Regions from separate parts of the Cricetulus griseus genome. Here region 2 is linked to region 1. A link is a contact called in public Hi-C data. All regions are on one chromosome and are shown on one strand. The core of a region is the stretch at or near the end of the contact, and the rest is flanking DNA. Distances in the headings are between cores, read along the strand shown. Region 1 holds the start of Rab11fip4 (rab11 family-interacting protein 4). Region 2 has its middle 55 kb from the start of Utp6.

Region 1 (6,905 bases), core at 525-3,024:
AATTCTAGGTTCCAGCCAAAGCAAGGAGGCTCCACACCAGCAACCTGCAGCCTCCTGTGTTAGAGGCTGCTCAGCCTGTAGCCTCCTGTATTAGGGGATGCTCAGCCTATAGCCCCCTGTGTTAGGGATGCTCAGCCTGTAGCCTCCTGTATTAGGGGATGCCCAGCCTACAGCCCCTGTTTTAGGGATGCTCAGCCTGTAGCCTCCTGTATTAGGGGATGCCCAGCCTATAGCCCCCTGTGTTAGGGATGCTCAGCCTGTAGCCTCCTGTATTAGGGGATGCCCAGCCTACAGCCCCTGTTTTAGGGATGCTCAGCCTGTAGCCTCCTGTATTAGGGGATGCCCAGCCTACAGCCCCCTGTGTTAGGGATGCTCAGCCTGTAGCCTCCTGTATTAGGGGATGCCCAGCCTACAGCCCCTGTTTTAGGGATGCTCAGCCTGTAGCTCCCTGTGTTGGGGATGCTTAGCTTATGGCCTCCTGTATTAGGGGCTGTACACCCTGCTCAGGTAGGAGATGCTGGCCAAGAAGAGAGATTCTGCTAACCTCTGTAAAAGAAAGGCTGAGGTAGCAGCAGCAGATGCCCCAAGCAAAGCAGAGAAGAGGTAGAGAATGGGCTTCAAGAGGGAACCGCATTAGTAAGTTTCCTGGGATGGGGGGCCAGACCTGCCTCCCTCCTCCACCTCCTGCTCTCGGGGATTCCCAGGTTCTGGCCAGTGCCCAGCTACCTAGAAAGGGATTGTTATTACCTCTCACTTGTCAGGTGACAAGAAAGCACCAGTTGGACTGGTCATAGCCCAGCTCCTCCCATGTTCTAAAATGCCATCCCGACCTGTCCTGTGAACAGAATGCCACCCAGTACACACTTGAGACCAAGGTTCCAAGCTCCCCACATAGGGTCTGAGATCTCAGATGGCCTTGGAAACCCAGAGCTCAGCCAAGACTTTTGAATCCAGAAGATGCTGACCACTGCAGGGCTTCGTGAACACAGTGCCCTGTCCTCCTCTCAGACACAGACACTAGCCCCTGTGTGGATGGCAAGAGGACACTAGCCCAATGGGCAGTTATTCACCATACACTGGCAGTTCAGACCCTGCCATTTCAGACCGGCTAACACCTCCCCCGCCCACAGTGCTGCTCTGTGCCACCCATGCGGCCCTACACCAACACCAGAGTCTCAGCTCACCACTCCCAGCTTGGTCCTTGGCTGGCCCCCTGCAGCCAGTACAGCCCGCTGTCAGTCAGGCCTGCCCATCTAGCTTGAGTAGGAGGTCCCTACGAACTGGGCCAGAATCCAGGGTGGCCCCAAGCAGGTATCTCCTCCTGTTATAGGTTGGGTAGGCACAGCTAAGGACCAGAGACTGCAGATCAGCCCTGCTTGTCCCTGTCACCCCTAGGCCTGGTGCTGTGCATATATACCCCTGCGATTTGATGGGTGTTGGAGGGGGTGTCGAGAGGCTAGATTTGAGAGCTCCAGTGGTTGGGGATGGCCTGGAGGGACGTGCAGGTGGATAGGCCGGCTATCGCGGGTGTGCCATGTGAAGCACAGGCCCGGGGTGTGATAGCACAGCTTCTCTGCGGTTCCCCCAGCCCGGGGACACGAGCGAAAGCTCCTTACCTCCTCTCCTTGGCCGAAGCGCAGGCCGAGCGCCGCGACACGCTCCACGCGTAGAAAGCCGTCGGGGTCGCGGCCACACACCTCGAACACTTCGCGCAGGCGGCGCACGGAGCGCAGCAGAGCCGGGGGGCGCCCGCCCAGCCCGCGCCGCCCGCCATCCGCGCCGCCCGCTGCTAGCCCGAGCCCCGCGCCGCCGCCATCGCGCTCGCACCGCCTGGGTCTGCGGCGCGCAGCCTCCGCCCGCGCGGCCGCTCGTGTCAGCCGCCGTGTCTGCCGCGCCCGCGGGCCCGCGTGGGGGCGGGGCGGGGGGCGGGGCTGCAGACAAAAGGACCCGAGCCGCCCCAGGCCCCGCCCCGCCCCGCCCCTTCTAGACCTGATCCGGAGCCGCGGGGAGGGGCGGGGGCCGGACAACCGGGCCCCGAGCTGCCCGTGCACCCCGCGACTAGCCGGTGCACACGTCCTTTGTCAGATCCGGGTGTTGCAGGTGCCCCAGCTTAGTGCGTTTGATTGCTCCATTGGCTTCCCAGGAAGCGGAGGCGCCGCCGAGAGGCCACGCAGCTTGTTGAGGGCAAGGGAGGGGCGCCGTGAGGAGGTGCGGGGACCCTGGAAGGGTGGCGGGTGAAGGGGTCTAAAAGTAGGTGAGAGGAAGAAAGAATGAGGCCTTCTATCGGGCTTGGTGTCCGCAGGGCCCTGAAATACCATGGCTTGGGAGCCCAGAGCTCCTTTCCTCTTGCATTTTTCAGGCAGCTCCTCAGGCCCTAAGCTCGGCTCCCAGGACTCCATCCTGAGTGTGGTGACCCAGCCTGTATCTTGCCTCCCTGGTGACGTTCAGCTGAGGTTCATCGGGCCCTGCAGAGACCAGGCGCAGCCTCTTATCCACCTAGCACCTCGTTCAGCCTTACAGGTTTCATGTCTGTTCAGCTTGTGGCTGTCAGGCTGCCCAGCTGCCCTCTGCCACAGCCACTCTCCTGGATTCTTCCCTCCCAATAAATCTCTTGAATGAGGTTTGGGTGAGACCTTCTTTCGCTGGAGCAGAGACAACCCTGGGTGGAGTGGAGCAGAGCAGAACAGGTCTGTAACACTTTCCACTCGGGAACCCTTCCTCTGGCCAAGCAAAGTTGCTACACTATGCTCTTACAGGTTACACTATGCCCCCTACTCAAGCACAGACCTTGCCTGCGCACACTTCCAGACCAGCAAGCGCAGCTTTCTTCCTCGGGGAAGTCTTGTCTTTCTGCCTCACCTAAGTTCTGAGCCGTCCTTCCAAACCCACACGTATTTCTGAAACTATGCTAGAATGAGTAGGTCCCTCACCATGGTGGGAAACTAAAGGTCATGATAGGTCTTAGTCACCTCATGTCTCTGATCTCCGGTCAAGTGTGAGCCCAGAGAAGATGGTCAGCCCCATTCCCTTCAGTAGCCCAGAGCAATTCAGTGTCCTGGACAGAGAAGAGTAGGGGACTTGGACCCAGTTCTGCACAAGGTCCGCAGGGCCTCCCGGATCTGAGCCTATTTCCTTCCTCTCTGATCTTCAGGCGACTCTCGGGTATGGATGTCCTGTGCAGGGATTGATGAGTCCTGACTGCAGGGGTTAACCAGGCTGATCCCATTTGATGCGCTTACTCTTCCAGAGGTCAGTGTAGTGGAAAAGGGCCAACCAAAGAAACACACTCTGAGGAGAGCCAAAGAAACACAGTTTGGCCCTGCAACCAAAACCAAAGAAATGCACCCTGACCCTGAAACCAGTGCCAAAGAAACACACTTTGTCCCTGGAATCAGAGCTGGTGAAATAAATACACCCTAGCCCTAAAATTAGAGCCAAAAGGCCCTGAAACCCGAGCCAAATCTGACCCTAAACCTGTGCAGAAAACTAACCAATCCTTGAGCAGGAGATCTAGGCAGTCTGAGCTCAGGGATTGAAATCTGACCAATCTCCACCTTGGAAATCTTCCTGGAGAAACTCCAGCCCCTAAGAAGCTCTATATAAATCCCATGTCTGTTCAGCTTGTGGCTGTCAGGCTGCCCAGCTGCCCTCTGCCACAGCCACTCTCCTGGATTCTTCCCTCCCAATAAATCTCTTGAATGAGGTTTGGGTGAGACCTTCTTTCGCTGGAGCAGAGACAACCCTGGGTGGAGTGGAGCAGAGCAGAACAGGTCTGTAACACTTTCCACTCGGGAACCCTTCCTCTGGCCAAGCAAAGTTGTTACACTATGCTCTCTGTGGAACTGGAGCCCAACTGTAGCTAACAACTTATCTGGGAAACCCTCTCCTGCTGGGGCAGAGCTAATACACTGGGGAGGCCTGGAAGCTACTATGCTTACTGTGACCTATGGTATTCCTTGGCTCTTGAGTGCCAGAATACCTTTCCATCTGAGCTGTAACACTCAGTATTCTTTGGCTCTGGAGTGCCATAATTCATCCCTGTCCATCCCATTCAATCCCTCAAAATGCTTACAGTTAGATCTCCCTAGGAAGAAAGCCGTGAGAGTTTGAGGGTCAGGGCACAGCTTGTTCATGATGTTAGCCATTGGAGAGGGCTAGTGTACTCTTCTGGGAAGTGGAGTCTTTTTATCTGGTAGCTGGATGCTTCTCTGTGAGGTACTAGCACATAAACGAACGAATGAATGAATAAATGAATGAGTGAATGAATGTAAAATGAAAGGCAGGTGGCAGCTGGGGTTTGCCCCTTAGTGGGAGATGCAAGAATGTCCTTCAGAGCCCACCCTGGCAACACAACCCCTGGAAGGGAGACCCGGAAAGCAAGAGACCTCACTCACCTCAACTGGCTTAGGTGGAGCCTCAGATCAATCCAGGAAAACAAATCCGAAGCCCATAACCACATTCAAGTTCTCCACAAAGACAGAATGGAAGCAAATTCCATTATTCCCAGATCCTGGGACAGTTTTGAGCTCTGTAGTGCAGGCTGACTCTAAATGCACAATCTTCCTGCCACTTCTCCAGTGCAGAGATTAAAGGCCTTTGCCACCACACCTGACTCCTGCCTCTCCATGAGCACTGGACACTCCCTAGCTCCTGCAGCCAGGCCTGGGGGCCCCTCACTCTTACCACTGTCTCTTCCACTTCCTGTGGCAAATTCCCTTCCAGATTCTGTGAAGGGGGCAGAGCAGAACAGAGCTGTAACACTTTCCACTGGGGAACCCTTACTCTGGCCCATAGGAAGACTTGTCCTTGGTCGCATCTCAGTGCTCCTTTGTAAGGGTTCTAACTGCAATCTCACGAATCTTCATGAAGGATCAGAGGTAAGCTCAGCAACACAAGAGGGTGTTGTGATCATGGGTAGAACCAGGCACTCTTCAACCATAGCTCAGGAAGCCAGCAGACACACACACACACACACACACACACACACACACACGCTCGCGCGTGCACACAGAGCGAACAGATCAGGGAGAAAATCTCTCAAGAGCCTCTGCAGGAGCACAGCCTTAGTCAACACATGCATTTGACCTGACTTCCAGAAAGGAGAACACATTTCTGTTTTTTAATCCACGAAGCTTTAGGTAGTTTGTGGTAGCTTAACAGCCGCTGTGAATATAAATAGCTCATGGTGTGAGTTGTTGTTGATATTAAGTCATATCGGCAGCTGAACTGAGCAAAGGTCTGGTGCCCTTTCAGCCCCTTGATGCTCATGTCAGTCAGTGTTCCTGTCTGGAAAGCAGAGGTTGTAGTGTAACTGGGGTTTTTCTTTCCTGCCAGCTCCCGCCTATCTTCAGCTCCAAATAAGCACACAGAGACATATATTAATTTATAAACTGTTGGCTGATGAGTAGGGCTTCTTATTGGCTAGTTCTGTCTTAATTATTAACCCATTCTATAAATCTATGTATTTCCACATGGTCTTGGCTTACAAGAGCATGCCCGGACCTGTTATTTCTTTGGTGGCTACCAAAGTCTCTCTCTCTCCCCAGTGTTCTCCCAGCCCCGCCTATCTTCCTGCCTCTACTGGCTATTGGCCAAACAGTGTTTTATTCATCAACCAATAAGAGAAACATATATACAGAAGGGCATCCCCCATCACTGTAGTTTCTACTTTGCAGAGATCTGGTAGTTATGTAATGAGAGCTTGTGTGCATTGTCTTGCCAGGGTCTGTCTGGCACACAGTGGCCTATCCACATGTCAGTATAGACAGGCTCAGAGTCAGTCTACAGGGAGTCAGTCTACAGCTGAGATAGGGTCTTGTGTAGCCTAAGCTGGACTCCAGCTTGCTATGTAGTCAATGATGGTCTTGAATTTCTGATCCTTCTGCCTCCACCTCCCAAGTGCTAGGCTTTCCAGGCCTGTTGCCATCCCATGTTGTCAAAGATGCAACTCAGGGCCTCTTGCATATTCTCCATCAACTAAGCTTCATCCCAGCCCCAAAGGGATGCAATTCTTCTGTAGTCAGTCCTAACTTCCCCACCCAGGTTGCCCAGAAATGGAGCAGGACTCGAAGGTTCTTCCTCCTCACAGCCTGCAGATATTTCTCAAACCATGAATAATTATCACTTTGGAGAGGAGAAAGTGGTAAAATTATTCCTTTGTCACCTGTCTCAGCTGCAGAGTGTAGAGTGCTCACACACTTCCAGTCACACAGCAGGTCCTGGGGGTGATGGGGCTCTGTCTGGCCTGGGCTGCACTGGAGTGGCACAATGTCTGAGGCCTCATCCTTCCTTTCCTGCAGGAGCTTGGGTGAGGAGGAGTGCCCACCCAGAACCTTTCCAGGAGAGCCGGTGAGTCGTGAACAGAGGTCCTGAGAGGGGAGGGAGGGGCAGTAGTGACTGCTGTCCTCCTCCTCCTCTTAATGTCAACCCCGCAAATATTCCCTCAAAGAAGGAGGAGCAAACCCAGCCCCCTGGAATCTAAAGTAGTTAAATATGCACCGAATGAGTGTTCCTGTTTGAGCATGTGCTCATACGTGTGTGTGGTGCATGCATCATTCATTCCTAAGGAGACACTTTGGTTTCCTGTTAAATATACTTATGTGCAATTGTATATGTTTGGGCAAGAGTATGCCACATGCCTACAAATGCCTGAGGAGGTCAGAAGAGGATGTTGGATCCCTAGCTGCAGGCCATGGTGAGCTGCCAGTGTGGGTGCAAGGAACTGACATGGGGTCCACTGGGAGAGCCCAAGTGTCTTAACCACAACAGTAGCAAAATTACAGATATGAAGCAGCAACCGTTATGGTTGGGTCACCACAGCATGAGGAACTGCATTAAAGGGTCTCAGCATTAGGAAGGTTGAGGATCACTGTGTTAGATGAATGTAGAAAACCTAACATTTTGGT
Region 2 (6,583 bases), core at 1,012-3,511, 320 kb before region 1:
GGTCTGTGGACTTGTCTACTCTGAATGCTTCATATAAATGGAATCATATTTAATGCAGGGCCTTTTGTGTCTGACTTCTTCCTTTCAGCTTAGTATTTTCTTTTTCTTCTCCTCCTCCTCCTCCTCCTCCTCCTCCTCCTCCTCCTCCTCCTTCTTTTTTTCGAGACAGGGTTTCTCTGTATTGTTTTGGAAGCTGTCCTGGAACTCACCCTGTAGACCAGGCTGGCCTCGAATTCACAGAGATCCACCTGCCTCTGCCTCCCGAGTGCTGGGATTAAAGGTGTGTGCCACCAACGCCCAACAGTTTAGTATTTTCTTTCTTTCTTTTTTTTAAAGTAATTTATTTTTTTATGTGTATTGTTGTTTTGCCTACAGTTTTGTCTGATCTTGGAGTTACAGACAGTTGTGAGCTGCCATGTGGATGCTGGGAGTTGAACTCAGGTCCTCTGGAAGAACAGTCAGTGCTCTTGACTGCTGAGCCATTTCTCCAGCCCCAGTTTAGTATTTCCAAGGTCCATCCATGTTGCAGAATGTCTCAGCACTCTGTCCCTTGTTATGGCTGAATAGTGTTCCATTGTGTGGCTGTACAGCATTTTCTCATCCATCCATGGACTCTTGGGCCCTTCCTACTTTTGGCTATTGTGAATAGCATTGCTATGAATCTTTATTTTTAAGATTACAATATAATTATATCATTTCCCCTTTCCCTTCCTTTCTCTAAACCCTTCCAAATACTCCTCCTTGTTCTTTTTCAAATTCATGGCCTCTTTTTTTTTTTTTCACTGCTATGAATCTTAGTGCACATTTTACTTCTTTGATTTTTGAGAGAGAGAGAGTCTCATTGTGTAGCCCATACTGGACTTGAATTCTGAATCCTGCTTCAGCCTCTTAGGTATGAGTAGTATAGGCATGTGTCACAACACCCAGCTTAGTGTACTATACAAGGTGTTGTTGCTGTGTGTAACAGTTTTATAAGAATTTGAACTTTAAATGGGCTCTGCAGTCCATTCCTTTTTAACTGTTATTTATTTATTTATTTATTTATTTATTTATTTATTGGTTTTGGTTTTTGTTCTTGGAGACAGGGTCTCTCTGTGTAGCCCTGGCTGTCCTGGAACTTGCTCTATAGACCAAGCTGTCCTCGAATTCAGAGATTTGCCTGCCTCTGCCTCCTGAGTGCTGGGAATAAAGGGTGTGCCACCACTACCCAGCTGCCTGGTTCATTAAAAATTTTTTGGGTGTGTGATGTTGTAGATTGAACCTAGGACCCTGTTCATGCTAGGCAAATGCTCTACCACTGAGTCCCCAGCCCATGACTTTATAATTTATCAGTAATAGACAGGCGACTCATGTGGTTGCATATAGCAGTGGTTCGCTTGCTGTCACTGCTGGGTTACGTGTCACTGTGTGACTGACTGTATTATCTGATCTGTGGTGGTGGGCTATCTCTAGTTTGGGCCTGCTATGCTGATGCTGTGAAAGAGTTAGTTCATGTCTTGTGGTCAACACTTGTTTAGCTTGCCATTGGACACATACCCAGGAATGGAATCAGGGGTCACACACAGATTATGCTCATTTATCTTTAGTGTCAGTGTCAAAGGTTTTTCCTAACGGTTGCACCAATCCCCAGTCCCACAGGGAGTGTGTTAAAGGTTCATTTGCTCCATGTCTTTGCCAATATATAGCATTTCAGGCTAGTTTTGATCTTAGCTTCTCTGGTGGGTGGTGATTCTCTCTTTTCCTCTCTTTTGCGCTTGTGTGTTAACCTCTGCTCCTTGGCTCCTTTAATTTTTTTCCTAAGCTAGGGTTTCTCTGTATAACCCTGATTGTCCCGGAACAAGCTCTATAGACCAGGCTGGCCTTGAACTCACAGGTATCCGATCATCTCTACCTCTGGAATGCTGGGATTTAAGGCTTGCACCACCACCACTGCCTGTCCCATTGTGATTTTCTCTGTATAACCACCAGCCTCATTCATCATATGAGGTTTCTCTCATCAGAACTGGTGCTCTGTTCTGTGCCACTGACTAGCCCCAGCAGTTAGAGACTTGTACACCTCCCTTCACACACTCCTTGACTGGGCTTGCAGGGCCTCAAGTTCTCAGGCCTTCTTTCATCCCTATTGACTGCTCCTTCCCAGCAATCACCATGCCCTAGTTCTTCCCTCTGACCTCTGACTGTTGGATGTGTCTCAGTGCTCAGGACTTGGTTCTCTGCTCTGTTCACACTCACTCTGATGATCTCATCTGACCATGTAGCTTCTGACACTATCCCTACGTGACTCTCTCTGTCCCAAGCTTGGATCTGCAGTTGGAATTTTCCCCTGGATTCCATACATGTCTGTGAACCCGATGCATCCCTTTGACTCATAGATATCTCAGACGCATTGAGTTCAGAACCTCTGTGCCCCTCCGCTAAGCCTGTTCTCCACTCAGCCAATGGCAACTCTTTCCTGCCAGTCTCTTAGGTCAAAAACCTTGGCATCATGGCAGTTTCTCACATTCGGACAACATCAGGAACGGATTCTCTGTGTATGCTAGCATACCCCAAATATGACCTCATCCTTTGACCCGCTGGACTTCCTGGAGCCGCCATCATTTTCACCTGGCTCTGTGGGATAGTGCTCTATCTGATCTTTCTGTTCCCATTCATATGCTCTGAGAACAGAAGCCAAGATGATTTTTTTTTCCTTTATAAGACAGATCGTTGGGCAGTGGTGGTGCATGCCTTTAATCCCAGCACTCAGGAGGCAGAGGCAGGTGGATCTCTGTGAGTTTGAGACCAGCCTGGTCTACAGAGCAAGTTTCAGGACAGCCTCCAAAGCTACAGAGAAACCCTGTCTCAAAAAACAAATCCCAAACAAGCAAAAAGATCATCTTATTCCTCCACTGAAACACTCCCATTCTAGAATGTGGCAGTTTGAATGAGAAATGTCCTCCATAGTCTCCGTCATTTGAATACTTGGTCCTTAGTTGGTGGTGTTGTTTGGGGAAGTTTAGGTTGTTCCGCCTTGCTGGAAGAACTGTATCACTGGGAGCAGGCTTTGAGAATGAAAGCCTTCACCTATTTCCATTTTTCTGCTTCTCGATTGTGGTTCAAGATAAAATTCTCAGATTCCGGCTCCTGCCACCATGACTGCCATGCCATGCCTCCCCTCTGCCTCCATGGACTCTTAACCCTCTGGAACTATAAGTCAAAAATAAATTCTTTCTTCTCTAAGTGGTCTTAGTCATGGTGTTTTATCATGAACAAACAAACTAATACATATGGAGAAAGTCCAAGGCTTTATAAGCACACACCAGTCCTTGTACCACCAGGCCTTCTCTTATTTGTGCATGACTCTATTGCCCATTTCTCCTTGGCTTTCTCTTACCACATCCTGAGGCTTTCTTGTGTTGCTGGTATTAGCCAGCACGACTCTGGGTTAGGACCTCTTTGCTGCCTGCAATGCTCTTCCCTCATGTGTGTGTGTGTTCATGTGTGTATTGGGGCTCTAATACAGAGCCTCAAGCATGCTAGGCAAGTGCTCTGCCGCTGTACCATTGAACTACATTCCCAGCCTTAGACAGTCTTTTAAAAAGTGTATGCATGGGTATATGTGTGTGTACTTGGGTGTGTATATATGCATGGTGTTGTGAGTGTGTATCCTCACAGAGGTCAGAGGTCAGCCTCTGCCATTGCTCTTTGGGACCACTGACCTCATTCAGCCTTGGATATTCTTGAGTTAACTCCCTCTCCTTGAAAGCCTTGTTGGAGTAGCTTGAGGGTTTTGGCCTATTTATGTATGAAATTAAACATAATGGGTAGCTTGTGGTCTACATAAGGGTAAAAACGTTTTTTTGTTTTTTTTGTTTTTTTTTTTTCCTTCATTTTCAAAGTTGGACATGGGCCATTTCCCTTGTTCTTTTGGGGACAGGCATTTTTTTAAGCTCACCACAGAACATAGCCAAGCTCTGTAGGAGAGTTCTGATGGACTCTCCCCCTCATCCAGGCTGGAGTCTGATTCTACTTCCACATGCTCTCTGAGGCCTCCAGCTGAAAGCTCAAGGCCACTTGAGTTGGCACATTGCCTTAGTAACAATCTAGCTTCTACATTTTCTCCAGGTTCTTGCTTTTCATTCTTGATTGACCTGTTTGAGTTCTTCTTCCATCTCCTTTGTCATCTGCAAAGGGTTCAGACATCTCACCCAGTGTTTCAGTAGAAAGTGGGTCATAGTGTCTGGTCTGGTTATTCCCAGAACATCACTCTGTTGTATATCTCTGTAGGAAAACAACATGCAACAGGGGACAGACCAGGATTGTCCCAATCCCAGTCCTGTCTTCAGTAAGCTGTGGCCTGACACAAGTGCCCTGAACCCTAACATGCTGCTTGGTGGCAAAATGAGGGTCAGAGAGTAAGGTGACCTCAAAGATTCTGTGATTTCAGGCTACGGTTTCTCCCTGACCCTGCATTAGTAGAAGTTATGACTTGGTGAGGCAAAAATTCCAGCTCAGGTGGCTTTTCTATATTCTCTCAGGGAGCTGCCATCTGCCACTCCAGGGGGTCTGGTTCAGAGGACATGGTAGATGTTGGATGTCAAAGGTAAGAAATTTAAAATGGGGCAGGAGAGATAGCTCAGTGGCTAAGAGCACTGGGTGTTATTCTGGAGGGCCAGAGTTTCATTCCCAGCACCCACATGGTGGTTCTCAACTGTCTGCAATTCTAGTTCCAAGGGATCCAACACCTTCGTCTAGCCTCCAAGGGCACCAGGAATACATGTAGTGAGTGCACAGGCATACATGCAGGCGAAACACCCACACACATAAAATAAAACAAATTTACAAACCTAAAATAAAGGGTAACTGATTAGGAGCCAGAAAGATAGCCCAGGGGTAATGGTACTCGCTACCAAACTCAACAAGTTGAGTTAGGTGGGGACCTACTTGATGGAAGGAGAGAACCAATTCTGATAAGTTTTTCTCTGATCTTCATGTACACTGTAGCAAAAGAAAAAGAAAAAGAAACTTAAACAAAAATGTTAAAAGGGACAATTGATTAATTCCTCAAAGACGTGGGAGGGAGGAAGAAGAAGGAGACATCAGACAGAACATGAGATGCAGTGTTTATGGATCTGCATGTGGAGACTAGAGGCCTTTTCTCCTCTTCTTCCCTTCTTCCATCCCCTCCTCCTTCCTCCCCCTCCTATAGCTCAAGCTGGTCCAGGACTCACTATATAGCTGAGGATGACTTTGAACTCTTGATCCTCCTGCTTTTACTTCTCAGGTGTTGAGATTACAGGTGTGTGTTGCCATGCTTGGTTTATGTGGCACTGAAAATTGAAGCAAGTGCCTCACACTGGGAAAAGTGCCCCAGACTGGGAAAAGAATTTCACGTTGTGTAGTGGTTTGAATGAGTGTGGCCTCTGTAGCTTATATATTTGAATGCTTAGTCCCTAACTGGTAGAACTATTTTGGGGAAGGATTAGAAAGTATGTTAGGAAGTGTGGCCTTGTTGGATGAGGTATGTCACTGGAGGTGGGCTTTGAGGTTTCAAAAGCCCCTGCCAGGCCCAGTCTCATGCTCTTTCTGTCTTCAACTTGTGGATCAGGGTGTAAGCTTTTAGCTACTGCTTCAGCGCCATGTCTGCCTGCCTGCCTGCTTTCCTCAGTGATGGTCATGGACTGGCCCTCTGAAACTGTAAGCAAGCCCTCAATTAAATGCTTTCTTTTATAAGTTGCCTTGATCATGGTGTTTTTTCAAAGTAAAGGAACAGTAACTAGGATGCATGGTAAGTCTGTGGGTGAGATCCACTCTGGGGTAGGAGTGAGGGTCTGGTACTTAGGATCCGGAAAGAAGGTCCTCCAGGCAGAGGATCAGGGCTTGGCCAGTGTTTTGTCCAATGTTGCCCTATTTTCCACTTTCCTTCCTCCTCTCCTCCATTCCCTCCTTTCCTCCCATATCATTTGTCTTTCGTTTGGAATATATAAGTATGTAATTTTAACATAGTTTAGATTTTTCAGGAAAATGGAGCAGCTAGTGTGAGTATACTTAATATTATTGACTTCTACACTTAAAAAATGGTTAAATAGTGGGTGTTATGTATGTTTAAATACTGGCTAAAGAAGAAAAACCTAGAAAAGTCTGAGAAACTGCCACAGACTTTCCGTATACCTCACACCCAGTGAGTTTCTCTTGTCATTCATGCTCCATAGTCATCTGATACATTTATTATAATGAATCAGTATGGTGGACCAGTCCAGATACTTTATGGCTTGTGAAAGTGGATAGCTTGCTTAGATTTCCTATGTTTTATTCAGTATCCTAGTTAGCTTTTATGGTCAAGTTGACATAGCCTAGATCTATCTGAGAGGAAATATTTGATTGAGGGATTACCTAGGTCCCACTGGCCTGTGGGCATGTCTGTTGGAGATTGCCTTGATTGTTAATTGATGTAGGAGGGCTCAGCCCTCTATGGGCAGTATTAATCCTTAGGCAGTGGTCCAGGGCTGTATAAGAAAGCTAGCTAAGCTGGGTGTGTGGTACACACCTTTAATCCTAGCATTTGGGAGGCAGAGGTAGAAACATCTTTGTTAGTTTGAGGCCA

The links. A called contact is a pair of places that touch in the nucleus more often than the background predicts.
Region 2: a Hi-C map of liver shows a contact between it and region 1, with 2.1 times the contacts expected there. The contact joins the enhancer-like site here to the promoter of Rab11fip4 in region 1. A contact is called at or near these places in 2 of 8 Hi-C or Micro-C datasets (fibroblasts and liver).

Annotation. Positions count from the first base shown.
Region 1 is chr7:93,030,023-93,036,927 of CriGri-PICRH-1.0, reverse strand. Rab11fip4 (rab11 family-interacting protein 4) reads right to left here and starts at 1,774. Exons shown (of 16, transcript XM_027426531.2): 1 at 1,744-1,774; 2 at 1,617-1,741. The coding sequence starts at 1,774.
Region 2 is chr7:93,350,344-93,356,926 of CriGri-PICRH-1.0, reverse strand. It overlaps the pseudogene LOC100770768. Among named protein-coding and RNA genes, the nearest start is that of Utp6, 55 kb to the left of the region's middle. Within about 2 kb of position 2,261, at least 1 of the 6 cell types and tissues checked has open chromatin away from gene starts, as enhancers often do. A contact at or near this core is called in fibroblasts, where this site is marked.